Linked DNA regions of Danio rerio: region 2 is linked to region 1. Evidence: chromatin contacts called from public Micro-C data. All regions are on one chromosome and are shown on one strand. The core of a region is the stretch at or near the end of the contact, and the rest is flanking DNA. Distances in the headings are between cores, read along the strand shown.

Region 1 (6,897 bases), core at 3,602-6,101:
TTTATTCCCTTTCATATTGCAGTTAAGAGAAACCCAGATGTATATAATGCACTACGGTTCTTGAAAAAAACATGGATTGTATGATTTTCCAATTCGTTATCTATAAACAATGTTGAATGTATCATTGTGCAAAAGATGCAAACAGTTGGGTTAAACTGTCTAAATTTAAACTACAGTTGTATTTGAATGCATTATTTTACAGATCAACAACCATCTGTCAGTGTAGATAGTAACATCATACAGATGTACTGATAGGGTCATTCACATCTACATTTGCCAAAGTGTTTTTGAGTTATAAGAATCAGCGGCTCAATCCAAGATACTTTCTTGGAAGTTTCTGGAAGTACAGAAGTTGTTCCCATAATTTCTTATGAATATTTTTTTTAGTCGTTGGTGATGTTTGCATACTATCCTACTGATGAGGCTCCCTTTTCTAATACACAAATTCAAAACTTCACACTTGTAATCACTGCTCGAATGTTTCTGTATGATGCATTTAAAGTCATTTGGATTCAACCAATAAGAAATCTTCTATCTGGAAGTTAATTTGGGAAGACAGCCAATCAATTTGTTTTGTATGTAAAGCTGCAGTCACACTGGGCTTTTCCTCCCAAAAACTTAAAGCCTGGAGACCTAAAAATGGGAGGGGTTACCCCACAAGTTGTTTGGGTGACCTCCAAGTGGGAGGGATTTATGCCACAAGTAGGTTGGATTTAGGTGGTGTAGACATTAATAAAACACATCAGGCTACTGTGAGGTTGGGTTTAGGGTTGGGGTAGGTCTAAACCAGGGATCACCAAACTTGTTCTTGGAGGTCCGGTGTCCTGCAGATTTTAGCTCCAACCCTAATCAAACACAGTTGAACAAGCTAATCAAGGTCTTAAGCTGTGGCTTTTCCTCCCATAGACTTCCATTCATACGCACGCAAATGAGTCAGACCGGAAACACAGGGTCATGCGTCAAGTTTCGCACATTGCTGCGGTGCAAAGTTCAAGCTTGGTGAACTCTAACCTTTGAATCGCATCACTTGACTGCATGGAGACCAATTGAGGATCAAAACATGACCTTTCTGGACAGAAATTTAAAACATGGAGCAGTCGCTCGCTTTTTAAAATGTCTAATCATCCTGTTTAATCCCACCCTTTTTCGCAGCACCACATGACAGAATAAATCGCAAACTCAAACTCTAATGTGACCGCAGCTTTACTAGGTATACCTGAAACACCCAGGCAGGTGTTGAGGCAAGTTGGAGCTAAACCCTGCAAGGCACCGGACTTCCAGGAACGAGACTGGTGACCCCTGATCTAGTAAGATCTTGATTAGCTGGTTCAGGTGTGTTTGATTAGGGTTGGAGCTAAACTTTTCAGGACACCAGTCCTCCAGGACCAAGCTTGGACATCCCTGGTCTAGACATTAATAAAACACAACAGGTTACTGTGAGGTTGAGTTTAGGTAGGTGTAGACATTCATAAAGCATAATTTGGCAAGACAAGTAGTTGCCTGATTAATTCCTTTAAAGTATATTTTAAGAGAAAAGGAAGAACCCCACAAGCACAGGACAAAGTAGTACTGAATCTTTGGATTTTAATGAATTCAAGTTCCTTTAACAGGTCAAAATACAGATCCTGCAAGTTCATGAAAACGTAAAAGCCAATTTAGACCCTAATCTTAAAAATGTAATCTCCATAAAAAGTAGAAAGTGTTTTATTTATACAGACAGTATGTACATCAGTTTAAAAGCAGCAGTCCATCTCTCACAATGGCTGAAATAAAAATAAAGTGCAGGTTTAGTGTCTGTTCCCTCACGAAAGACCTCAAGAGCTGGGCATCAAAGGAGCGGCCAGATCCTTCACCAGTGAGGACTTGAGCTGTGGAAGCAGACTGATCTTCATGAGTCTGCTGCTTGCGTATTTCTTCCTCACCGTCTGTACATACACATGATCATGAACAGAATATCCAGCAAATTAAAAAAAAATAAAAATAAATAAATAATAATAATAATAAGATGGTGCCTACCAGATGCTTTGAGAGCCCTTCATTGACCATAACCACATTTTTGGCAATAAGCTGCATGATGGGCTTAAGGTGAGCCTCATCATAGGTGGAGTAGTGTTGCTGAGTTGATGACTGAAAGAGGGGGAAAGAAAAAAAAAAAAAATTCAATAGTAAAGGGGCGAATAGCCATCTTTTATCCATGATGCTTTGCTTCAAATACAACTTCCATTAGACAGTCAATTAAGAGTCTAAATAAAACCAGGTAAGAGGTAGCATTTTCCACCATTCACTGGTCAAATAGTATAGGAAACTTTGTATTAAATTACATCCAGCAGATCATTATGCTGAAAAATAATAATAATTTTGCTGCAGAAAGACAAAAAAAAATGAGAATGCTTTAGGCATAATGACACTATGGCCATGACAAAATGCCAAGTGTAACATTAAATTTTCATAAAAACCTTAAAGCTCAAAGCCAAACATGCCTTGCTTAGCTTTCACTTATTTGTAGAGCAAACTTAAAGTATGAAATGGTTTAATTTCAAGTTTACAACTGAAACTCACAGTTCATAAAGAAAGTCATGTGCAGGAAAAAATAAATAAACATTTACCCATTTCTGTCCATCAAGCACTAGTTGAGAGAGGCAGAGAGCAGCAGCTGCAGTCTCAGATGGGTTGTAGTGGACCATGTCATAGTCAAGTAGTGTCAGTTCAAGAAAATATTTAGCAAGTGTGTGCTTCTCCGCATCCGCCTTGAAATCAGATGGAAAAAAGGCAAGCGTTATCTTCTGAAGATCACACAAATTCCATCAGGGATCACAAAAATCAGCACTTACATTCCCAGCCTTTGAAGCTCTCCGTAAGAAGTGCAGAGGCAGAGGACGGCCAAGCTTAAAGTTCAGCCCGCTGAGCATTAGCATCTCCATCTCACGGATCTGAGCTTTTGTGAAGGCATCATCAGCGATGTAGGCGAAGTCCCCAACCATTGGCACATACATTTCTTCATATTTACAAGCAATCAACATGGCAGTGACACCCACCAGCTGAAGTTTTCTACGGGTCACAGGCTGAACCTAGGGATGAGAACAAATAGGGGGCTATAACAGCTTCCACCTAAAATTCGTATTTCTGGCCATTAGGTGGCTAGAGAATTAGCAGAATGTTGAATTCAAAATACAAATTGCTGCAAAGTAAATTAAAACTTATAACAGGATCACAGAGAAAAATTTAAACAAAAATAAACTGAAAAAAAAAGTGATGAAAAATAGTGTAGAATGAGCAATCGTTTACAACTGTGAGAATAATAATAATAAAAAGAAGTGACAAGATAAATTCTGGATGGATTTTAGCCTAGAAAACAAAATAGTTGACAGTTATCCAAGAATCATCATGCACAGTCACTTGGTTAAGGCCAACTAGGACTTAAACGGGTCTAAAAACTGCTGTAGGTGTGTTGATCTCCACCAAAGTGGAATGATTTAAGGAATGACTAGTCAATATATTTATGGATCCACAAACAGATGAGGTAAGGATGTGGTCAAGTTAGAGGAAGGGGAGGGTTGTTTTTAGATCAGATACACCTTCAGACGAAGAATATATGTTTTTATTATATCTTAAATTTCCCACTTAATTTATTCACATTTACCCCTACAGTCACAGTAATGTAAAAACAGTAGTTGTACAGAGTATTATTTTTGTTGTTTATTAAAACAAACCAACAAATTGTATTTTATTAACACCTTCACCACCCCTACAGTCATAGTACCATAAAAATATTAATTATTGTTATACTGCGTTACAAATATGCTATATTGAAGTGCTCATCAACTGTATCCATCTAGACTTTACTAGAGGGGGAAAAAAGGTTTAACCACAAAGCCAAATATAGCTTTAGCAAAACCTGATTCTTACCTGGAGGAAGCGATCAAGAATGGCAACAGTCATGTACAAGGTCTCCTGCAGCAGCTGAAATCTTGAGTGCACCTGAATCAGCCAGTCAACCAGGAGAGCCCGCATTCTCCCATTGATATCATATCCTTCCATATAACGGGGACGGACAGACTGCTGACCCTGCAACCAAAGCACAGCTGTAGAAAGCAAGAACTTTCACAAAATGTGCCACATAAATAAAAAGCCTCATGTACCTCAAGGCGCCTCAGATAGGAATAAATGTCCTTAACATATTCAGAGCACAACTGAGGCATGTCAGCATCTCCTTCGTCGATGTCGTCTACTGGAAAGAGGCTGTTGGAAAAGGCTTGACACAGTTCCTCTTCCTTCATGCTCACATCAGCTTGAGCAGGAGGCACAGTAGCGGCAGGCTTTGGGGCCTCGTGCTGGACCTGGGCACTTTTGGGGTGCACGACAGCTGACCGGCCAGTGGGTTTTACACTTTGCATAGGTACAACCTTCTGTAAAAAGGAAACAAAGGAGTGTGGCAGCACGTTGTTGTTTACGTTCATAAGCTGCTTGGTGCCAAATAAAAGACACGAACCTTTGTCTGAACTGGTTTGTGGGAAAGATTAGACAGTTCGCCAAACACTGGTCTTCTCACTGCACCGCTTACTGGTCCACCTTTGGCACCGACGTAAATGGGATTGCTTGCATTGCGCTGTGTTAAAAACATATATACTTAAAACAAGAAGTTTACATACAAGCCATTTCAATACAAACATTAGCATGCTAGGATAACAACAGTAACGCTGTTTGGATGCTACACATCGAAGAGGTTACGCGCAAACGCTCTTTTCTTCTCCAAATACTCACCAGAGCGTGCATTTCCATGATGAATATTCTTTTTGGTGATGCCTCGGTTAAATTAAATAAAAAAATTTAAAATGCCGTTTAGCTTTGTTTGGCGTTTCTCGTCCAACTCAACTAATAACAAGCCGTGCGTATACAGTACAAAGGCCTGCTGGTGATTCAAATACCGCTCTGCGTTCTCTGATTGGTCACTGGCTCGGGAAATACTAGAGTTCGATTGGATGAAAAGAGAGGCGGCGCTTATCAATCATCCCTCATCTCCGGTTTCACATGTAGCTCTGTCTGTAATAAACGTCATTTATTCATCCGAGAACGATTGAAGTTGTAACTGCAAGTAGGCTAGGGATCATAGACTGTAAAAAAAATAGGGATAAAGTATAATATGATGTTGACACTGTTCCAAAAACCATTGCTATCTAAAGACAGGACATATAAAAAAAATCAATGTTCTCATCATCAGAGAAAGTTGGAAGGCTTGCGTATGAATACCCCAAGACCTAAAAATGATTGTAAAATAATTGTTAAACACAAACCTCATTCTTATACCACATGTGAAATATTTTAATTGGCAAAAGAATTGTGAATAAAATAAGCCTGCAACAACGCCTCTTTATTCTGTGAATCACAAATAATTTGAAAAGTTACAGAGTATAAATATTATTTAATAAAAAAAAAAACAAAGTTGACCGTGACATTGACTTAAATTTTAGGGGAAAATTGCCATCTGGTGATCAAAAAAAAAAAAAAAAAAAAAAAAAGTATATTCTTTCTGTTCGCCTCAAAAAAATATGGGTTGGAGCCAAGGTAGAGTTCAAAGTAATCATAGATTTATACATTTGTTTGTTTGTTGATTTAAGTTTGGGACAAATTAAAACTTTTAACTGCCTTTTAAGGCAAGTGACTTTAAAAAAGTTAAAATACAAATTAAGGAAATTAATTAAGGAATTAAGGAAACAGTGTGCTGTAAAAGAAAAGTACTTGCTGAGTACATGCTGCCTTAATCTGCTGAAGTGCACACTTTAGAACGAGATTTTGGTAAACAGTTTTCACTAGTGTAAAATCTAAAATAAATAATATCAAAGAAAACAAATACAAAAAGGACTAAAATAGATTAACAATTCATGAAGTAAATCAAATAATCAATAAATCAACACCATATCTTTAAATGTGTGTAATTTAACATTAAACATTACAAGAATTTAAATATAAAATATTCCAAAAAAATATATTCCAAACTATGTTTTATACATTTTATAATGTCATTTTTTAAAGGTATAAACAAGGCGCCTTGTACAAGGATGGCCATATGTAGGAAAACCCTCGGTTTAGATTGTGGGCTGATAGCCTACATAAAATTAACACATAAATTACTATATTTGTAATGGATTTGTCACTTTTAACTTCTGAAAACTATAAAAAAAAATGAAAATATTGATTTAAACATACGGTTGTTGTTATTATGGTCAGTTATTTATATCCTTGTTTACAAATAAGCTACACTTCATTGAAAATGTGTTGCACACATAGATATCACCTTTTTGGAAAGGACGATGCTGTATAACTGCAGGTAAACTACTGTCCACCCTATACACTAAAAACTTTTCTTATTTAGACTGTAATGTCATAAAGTGCACTTTTTGTAAAGCGGCTTTGGAAGGATAATTATTTTGAAAGGTATCATTAATTGTTTTTTGTACGTATTATTAAATATTGCTTTACAAATAAACTTGAATTGTTTTCATGCAAACATTTACATTGTTTATATATAAATAACAAAGCAACACAAATCAACAAACAAGCTGATAGTGTACCTTCAGTTTACATTCATATTCATGAATACACGTGAGTGTTACCACATTCTGCCACTAGAGAGCGCGAGCCGACCAACTCTCTGATACAACACATCACATTGATCAAGAAAAAAAAAACACATACACATAATAAAATATCAGTACATATTCACAAGATTCGTCGATAAAACAATATAATCATTAATGGGTTTATCTATCTAATTTGCAACGGCCTTCGGGGTTGTTGTTGTTATTGTTGTTATCTCGACAAGTCGTCAAGGATACGGGGATGTCGTAAAATGTCGAAACGTGCGTGCGTGTGTGCGCGCTCGCGTAGCAGCAGTGCTGT
Region 2 (6,168 bases), core at 700-3,199, 140 kb before region 1:
ATAAAAATGTTTATACTCCTCGTTTCAATTTGCATTCTGCTATCATTGTTTATAATACAACCAAATCATCTGCATATTGACTACTGAATATAGAGTATAAATCTGAGTTAATGATTCTTAAAAGGGGCAGTTCAAGCTAATATCTCATTAATATTTACTTACACTCCAGTGGTTCTAAACTGTCTTTCTTCTGTTAAACACAATACAAGATATTCTGAAGAATGTTGTCAAAAAAGCAGCCGGACTTTCAGTTATGAGGCGTCCAGTGTAGTCGAGTGCTCCGCTTGCTCCTGCAGTTTCACTTATAATCGTCTAACTAGACATCGTTATTTGCAGTTATAGGGTTATTGGCAGCTTTCAGAACTTATTGCAGTTAATTTAATTGCTCTGCCATGTCAAAAGCCAAAGGAAAATATCAGAAAAAGACAAGGAACTTTCGTTAACATCTAGCATAACAATGGCTGACATTAGCACAATCCTGAAGGCCCTGTTGAGCGATGTCTTCATTTGAGTCACTCGCTTCAACATTGGATAGCATCAATTCCACTGTTAACGATGCAGGCAATGTATTGGCTCTCTGGCAGCAAATGCCAATCTCGTTGACCAGCGACTGCAGCAGTTTCAAGAAACCTGCTTTAAAAAGCAGCCATTGACTTAAATAGAAACATAAAATAATATGGAATCAATAGCTGTTTACTCCTGCATTCTTCAGTATATCTTTCATTGTGTTGAACAAAAGAAAGAAACTCAAACAAGGTTTGAGTGGAGAAGAATTTTTATTTTTGGGTGAACTATCTCTTTAAGACCTGTAAATTAAAAAAAAAAAAAAAGGTGGTGAGTCAAATTCACAAACGATTGCAAATTTGATAATTGTCCTTACAATACTGATTTGTGCATTGGTCAAAAAAAGTTGTCAGTAGAAGACAATAATGGAACAGCAGAAATATAACTGTTCCCCAGAGTTTGCTGGTGATATAACCACTATAAGGTAAATCCTGGTATAAGTCATAAGTAGACCAGACTTTTACATTATGGCATTTTGTAAATATCTTTTTCAATCACCAAATTAAACCTTTTATGAACCCTTTATGAGCTTTTCTTGTACCATTTACGAAATGTTATGACATCAAATATGCTAAAACTGAATGACAACTCAAATCTTACATTTCGGTGTGTTTGTAGTTGTCTGATTTTGTGACGTATGTGGATACAAAAATGTATAATGACATTGGTCTGACACGGGTATTACAAACAGATACTGATTCATGAGTAAATAGCAACATGTTTCTCTTTTTCAAAAGACTAATAAAAAATACAGAAATTACAGAGTTTTATTGAGGAAAATAAAACTGCAGAATGTTTTTAGTGATGATTAGGTGATGTTTGTACAGTATTAAAACAGTTATGCCAATGGAATGTCCCCAAAATTCACAAAAACAAAAGTGTGTGTATGTGTGCGGCATGCAATAAATGACTTCTTCCTAAAATAGCAATGACTGACACTGTGGTAACCACAGCAACAATCTGCAATCTGGTGTGTTTATTATGCACAACACTGATATTAGCAACCAAACACTCATTATGTTAAAGCAGACCGCCAGTGCAGTGACAGAACTGTAGTGTTTTGTGGTTGTAGGGTTTTTTAGCAGAACATGCTGTTGCCATGTCCACTTTTGCTTTTCACTTAGGCTTAGCTTGATGCTATAAACAACCCAGTAAATAGTAAATAAAGTCTCATTTTCATTCACCTCACATACAAAAGTCAGACACATCCATGGTCAAATACATCATTAACAACTAGTTTTTCACCTGAGTTACATACACGCTTCCTAGAACTCTTCTGAATGTGGTTGTTAGTAATTGAATGAGAATGTCACTCTTCTTTGGTATAAAAAGGATTGACAACTGAAATATGCTGTGGCGTGGCCACAGGGAGCTCACCTTGCTGCGCCTGTGTGTGAAGGTCTTCACTGTGCCGTTCTGCAAACAGGTGGCGATCTTGCCCACGTACAGGGGATTATTAAAAAGAGTCTGGTCTTTGAGGCTGAACTGTTGAGACCAGTCCCACACTGGAGGAAAACGCAGAGCCTGGTCCTGCCCCAGGTGAATACTTTTACTGCTTGCAAAATCCTACAGAGAGAAAGTGGATGACAAACGAACCAAACCAGTCTAAATGTATATATTAAGACAGCTAATAATAAAACAATTATTATAAATGCTTAAAAGAATATGTAACACAGACAATACAAGTGGAAATTAGAGTACATATTTGCAGGTTATGTTTACTACTAAACTCTTTAAAGGGGTAGTTCCGTCATTATTTGCTCACCATACTCTATTTCTAAACCTGTTTAACCTTTTTTTTCTGTTTAACACAAAGAAAGATATAAAAAATAATGTTGGAAAGCAAAACGTTCTACATTCTATAATATATACAGTAGGTGAGGAGAGTTTTCAAACTCCCTTAAAGTTTTCACTCTGTGATATATTGCAGCCATTAGCTAAATCATTTAAGGTCATTTTTCCTCATTAATTTACACACAGCACCCCATATTGACAGAAAAACACAGAATTGTTGACATTTTTGCAGACTTATTAAACATGAAAAACTGAAATATCACATGGTCCTAAGTATTCAGACCCTTTGTTTTGACACTCATATATTTAACTCAGTCCATTTCTTCTGATCACCCTTCCTAGAGCTGGCCGTCTGGGGCAGAAAAGCATTGGTGAGAGAGGTAAAGAAGAACCCAAAGACCAGTACTGTGGCTGAGCTCCAGAGATGCAGTCGGGAAATGGGAGAATGTTGTAAAAAGTTAACCTTCATTGCAGCCCTCCACCAGTCGGGGCTTTATGGTAGAGTGGCCTGACACATGAAACCCTGCATAGAGTTTGCTAAAAAAAAACAAGCTCAAGATGGTGAGAAATAAGATTCTCTGATCTGAGGAGACCAAGATAGAGCTTTTTGCCATTAATTATAAGCGGTATGTGTGGAGAAAACCAGGCACTGCTCATCACCTGTCCAATAAAGTCTCAACAGTAAAGCATGGTGGTGGCAGCATCATGCTGAGGGTGTGTTTTTCAGCTGCATGGACAGGACGACTGGTTGCAATCGAGAGAAAGATGAATGTGGCCAAGTACAGGGATATCCTGGAGGAAAACCTTCTCCAGAGGGCTCAGGACCTTAGACTGGGCCGAAGGTTTACCTTCCAACATGACAATGACCCTAAGCACACAGCTAAAATAACTGTGGCTTCACAACAACTCTGTGACTGTTCTTCAATGGCCCAGCCAGAGCCCTGACTTAAATATTACTAGTCCTTATTATTCAGACTCTTTGCTTAATTGGGTTTAAGTTTTTCTTTTTTTAATAAATCTGCAAAATGTCCACAACTCTGTGTTTTTCTGTCAATATGGAGTGCTGTGTGTAAATGAATGAGGAAAAAACACCTTAAATAATTTAACAATAGTACAAAATAATATAACAAAATTTAGTAGTACAAATTTTTAAAAATTTAAGGGGGTCTGAATACTTTCCATACCTATTCTATTTCTTACTCTTTCTACGGATGTCAATGGCTGCTGGTTTACAACATTGATTGAGGGATTTTGTATAGGAGAAAATTGCAAATAGTAAACAATTTTGAATATATTTTTATATTTATATATTTATAGCTACTTTTTAACTTATGGTAGAATTATATTAATGTTGTATTACCAAACACTTTTGCCGCCATTTAAGGTCAGGGACAGGTTAATGAAATCATTAAGTTTAAAAAGAGTTAACTGTTTGGAGTATGATCAATGGCGTTATTAGTTACAGATGTAATTACATGTAGACGTATTTTTAAATACAAGTACAATGTAAACACATGCATGTGCACAGTAAGTGCATTTTTATACGATGATGAATTAATCAGCAAACAAAGATGGTATATGATGGAATAAAGCTGTAATATAATTCTATAAAAAGAATTGTCAAAACATAAGCATCTAACCCTGCTGTGCTCTGCTCTTTGTCGCGGGCAGTTAAAGAGGAAGGTGCTGAAAACAGGGACCCACATACTGTCCCCCAACACTGTCAGGTAGACCTCAGTGAACTCAAACGCTGCTGGATACTGATTCCACAGCTGCCACACACAGTCGAGGAACAGCAGAAACAAAGGAGACTGCAGAGAGAAATAAAACACCTTGAGTTCACACATCTGAAAGCCCCTTTATAGATGAACAAATATGATGCTGAAATACATTTGATATACAGTATATATGCGCTGCACTACCTCCTCTTTATCACTCTTCTTCAGATGGTTGCAGCGATCCAGGAAACGATGCCCAGCCATCACCCACTCCTTTTGAATCAGAGCCTGGAAGCCATGCAGACTCCTGCAGTGTGGATCACACATCAGCTGCACCAGACTGGAAATCACACAGCTCAGGTCCCGGTCCTCCTTCTCTGCACATGCAAACACATATAGACAAAATAAGACTTAAACGGATTACATGTTTGTCTTTAAGTAAGTTCACTCAGTTATGAAATGTCTGTCATCATTCCCTCATGTCATTCCATGGTTAAACTAAGATATTTTAAATAAACACTGAGAAGTTGCAAGTACAAGTAACTAAAATATTTATCATATACATCATAAATGTGTGTGTACAAAGTGCTTCTTACCAAGGAGTATGACAGACACATGCCTGCTCTCCAGCATATAGACTACCTCTACTGCGTGCCGCAAAAATGTCCTGTTAAACGAAAAACATACCACAACAATCTCAAAACTGTTGAGGCCTAAATAAACACCTAAGCATGCAAAAACAGAAACCATTTCTGGCAGAAGCTACTACTGAACACTCCTCAATCATACCTGACATACTCCATCCATCTTGAACTCTCTAAGGATGAAAGCCATTTCTCTTCAGACTCCTCAAATGACTCTGCATATTTATACAAAAGTGAGCAAAAAGGCACATTAGAGCCAGAGTGAGGCAGGAGGCAATAAACATATGATTACACCATCAGACAGCTTAGCTTATTTGGAACATTGTATAGACCTAAGCTATGTTTTAAAAGTGTATTTCCAGCTAACATGTTTTCAATGGCACCAGGAAGCAGTATGTGGGATTCCTGAAATAACCAAAAACATTCCTGGCCCTTACTGTAGCCCAGTGTTAAGCCTGAGAGGATTTCCTACAGTTAAAGTCTTATTTAGTTGAGTGTGTGCCGCAGTCTTTCCTTCTCCAAAAGTGTATTGATTACCTATAACGCAGATCTGTCGCAGTTTAAGAAGAGCAGCTTGAATATCCTGGATGTTGGGGAGGTTTTTGTCTAAATCCGACTTGAAGACATCACTGCGCAGTGGGTGGCTCTTAGTGATGGCACTGGAAATCCTGCAGAAATAGAAAAGTTTTAACCACTGCTTACTAAATAATAAAATACAGACTCTGACATCCGGCATCTATGGGTCTGAGCAGATTTGGCATGCCTACTAGGCTCAAAAGCCAAAAGATCTGAGATGAGCAAGCAAAGATAATCACAACATGGCAACATTTTCAACAGCAGAGAAATAATATTTGGGAAAATAACTCTCGAGAGTGCTTCATCAAATATATGTATTTTTAGAAAAGAATTATTACTGTTTTATTTAAGGAACACTTAAACAAAACACTACAGTTAAAGAGTTGTTTTACCGTTCTTTTATCCATTCAGCCAATCCCTTTTAGCTTAGCATAAATCATTGAATCGGATTAGACCATTAGCATCTCACTCAAAAAAGTCCAAAGAGTTTTAATAATTTTCCAATTTAATTCTAGACTCTTCTGTAATTACATTGTGTACTAAGAAAGATAAGCAATCTTCTAGGGCAGGGATTCTCAACTGGTGGGCCAAATAGAGAGCTTCAGCTATACTGCAGGTGGGCCGAGAGATAGATTAAAATCAACTCTCAATATTATAGTATAATTTTAGAATTTCATCATTAATAGCTATATTAAAATGGTTGAAGTAATGCACGTTCTCCTGTTCTCTGATTGCTTACTGTGCGTCTGCAACTTGTACACGTTAGTCTGTTCATTCACAAACTACGCTTGAAGTCAAAGGGAAAGTCTCTCTTTGCGTGAACTATTTAACATATCCACATAGTTGTCCAAATTAATGTCATGTGAGTGTTT

The links. A called contact is a pair of places that touch in the nucleus more often than the background predicts.
Region 2: a Micro-C map of caudal fin shows a contact between it and region 1, with 2.9 times the contacts expected there. The contact joins the enhancer-like site here to the promoter of ccnb2 in region 1. A contact is called at or near these places in 2 of 18 Hi-C or Micro-C datasets (caudal fin and hematopoietic stem cells).

The regions. Positions count from the first base shown.
Region 1 is chr7:30,590,688-30,597,584 of GRCz12tu, reverse strand. ccnb2 (cyclin B2) reads right to left here and starts at 4,851. Exons shown (of 8, transcript NM_199430.1): 1 at 4,762-4,851; 2 at 4,490-4,606; 3 at 4,140-4,406; 4 at 3,907-4,065; 5 at 2,832-3,068; 6 at 2,607-2,747; 7 at 2,017-2,127; 8 at 1,568-1,925. The coding sequence starts at 4,779. The coding sequence ends at 1,815. myo1ea (myosin IEa) reads left to right here. Exons shown (of 28, transcript XM_677757.11): 28 at 1-457.
Region 2 is chr7:30,725,827-30,731,994 of GRCz12tu, reverse strand. mtmr10 (myotubularin related protein 10) reads right to left here. Exons shown (of 16, transcript NM_001077597.2): 10 at 5,258-5,388; 11 at 4,866-4,935; 12 at 4,673-4,743; 13 at 4,281-4,453; 14 at 3,999-4,130; 15 at 1,942-2,130. Among named protein-coding and RNA genes, the nearest start is that of mphosph10, 15 kb to the left of the region's middle. Within about 2 kb of position 1,949, at least 2 of the 62 cell types and tissues checked have an H3K27ac peak or open chromatin away from gene starts, as enhancers often do. A contact at or near this core is called in caudal fin, where this site is marked.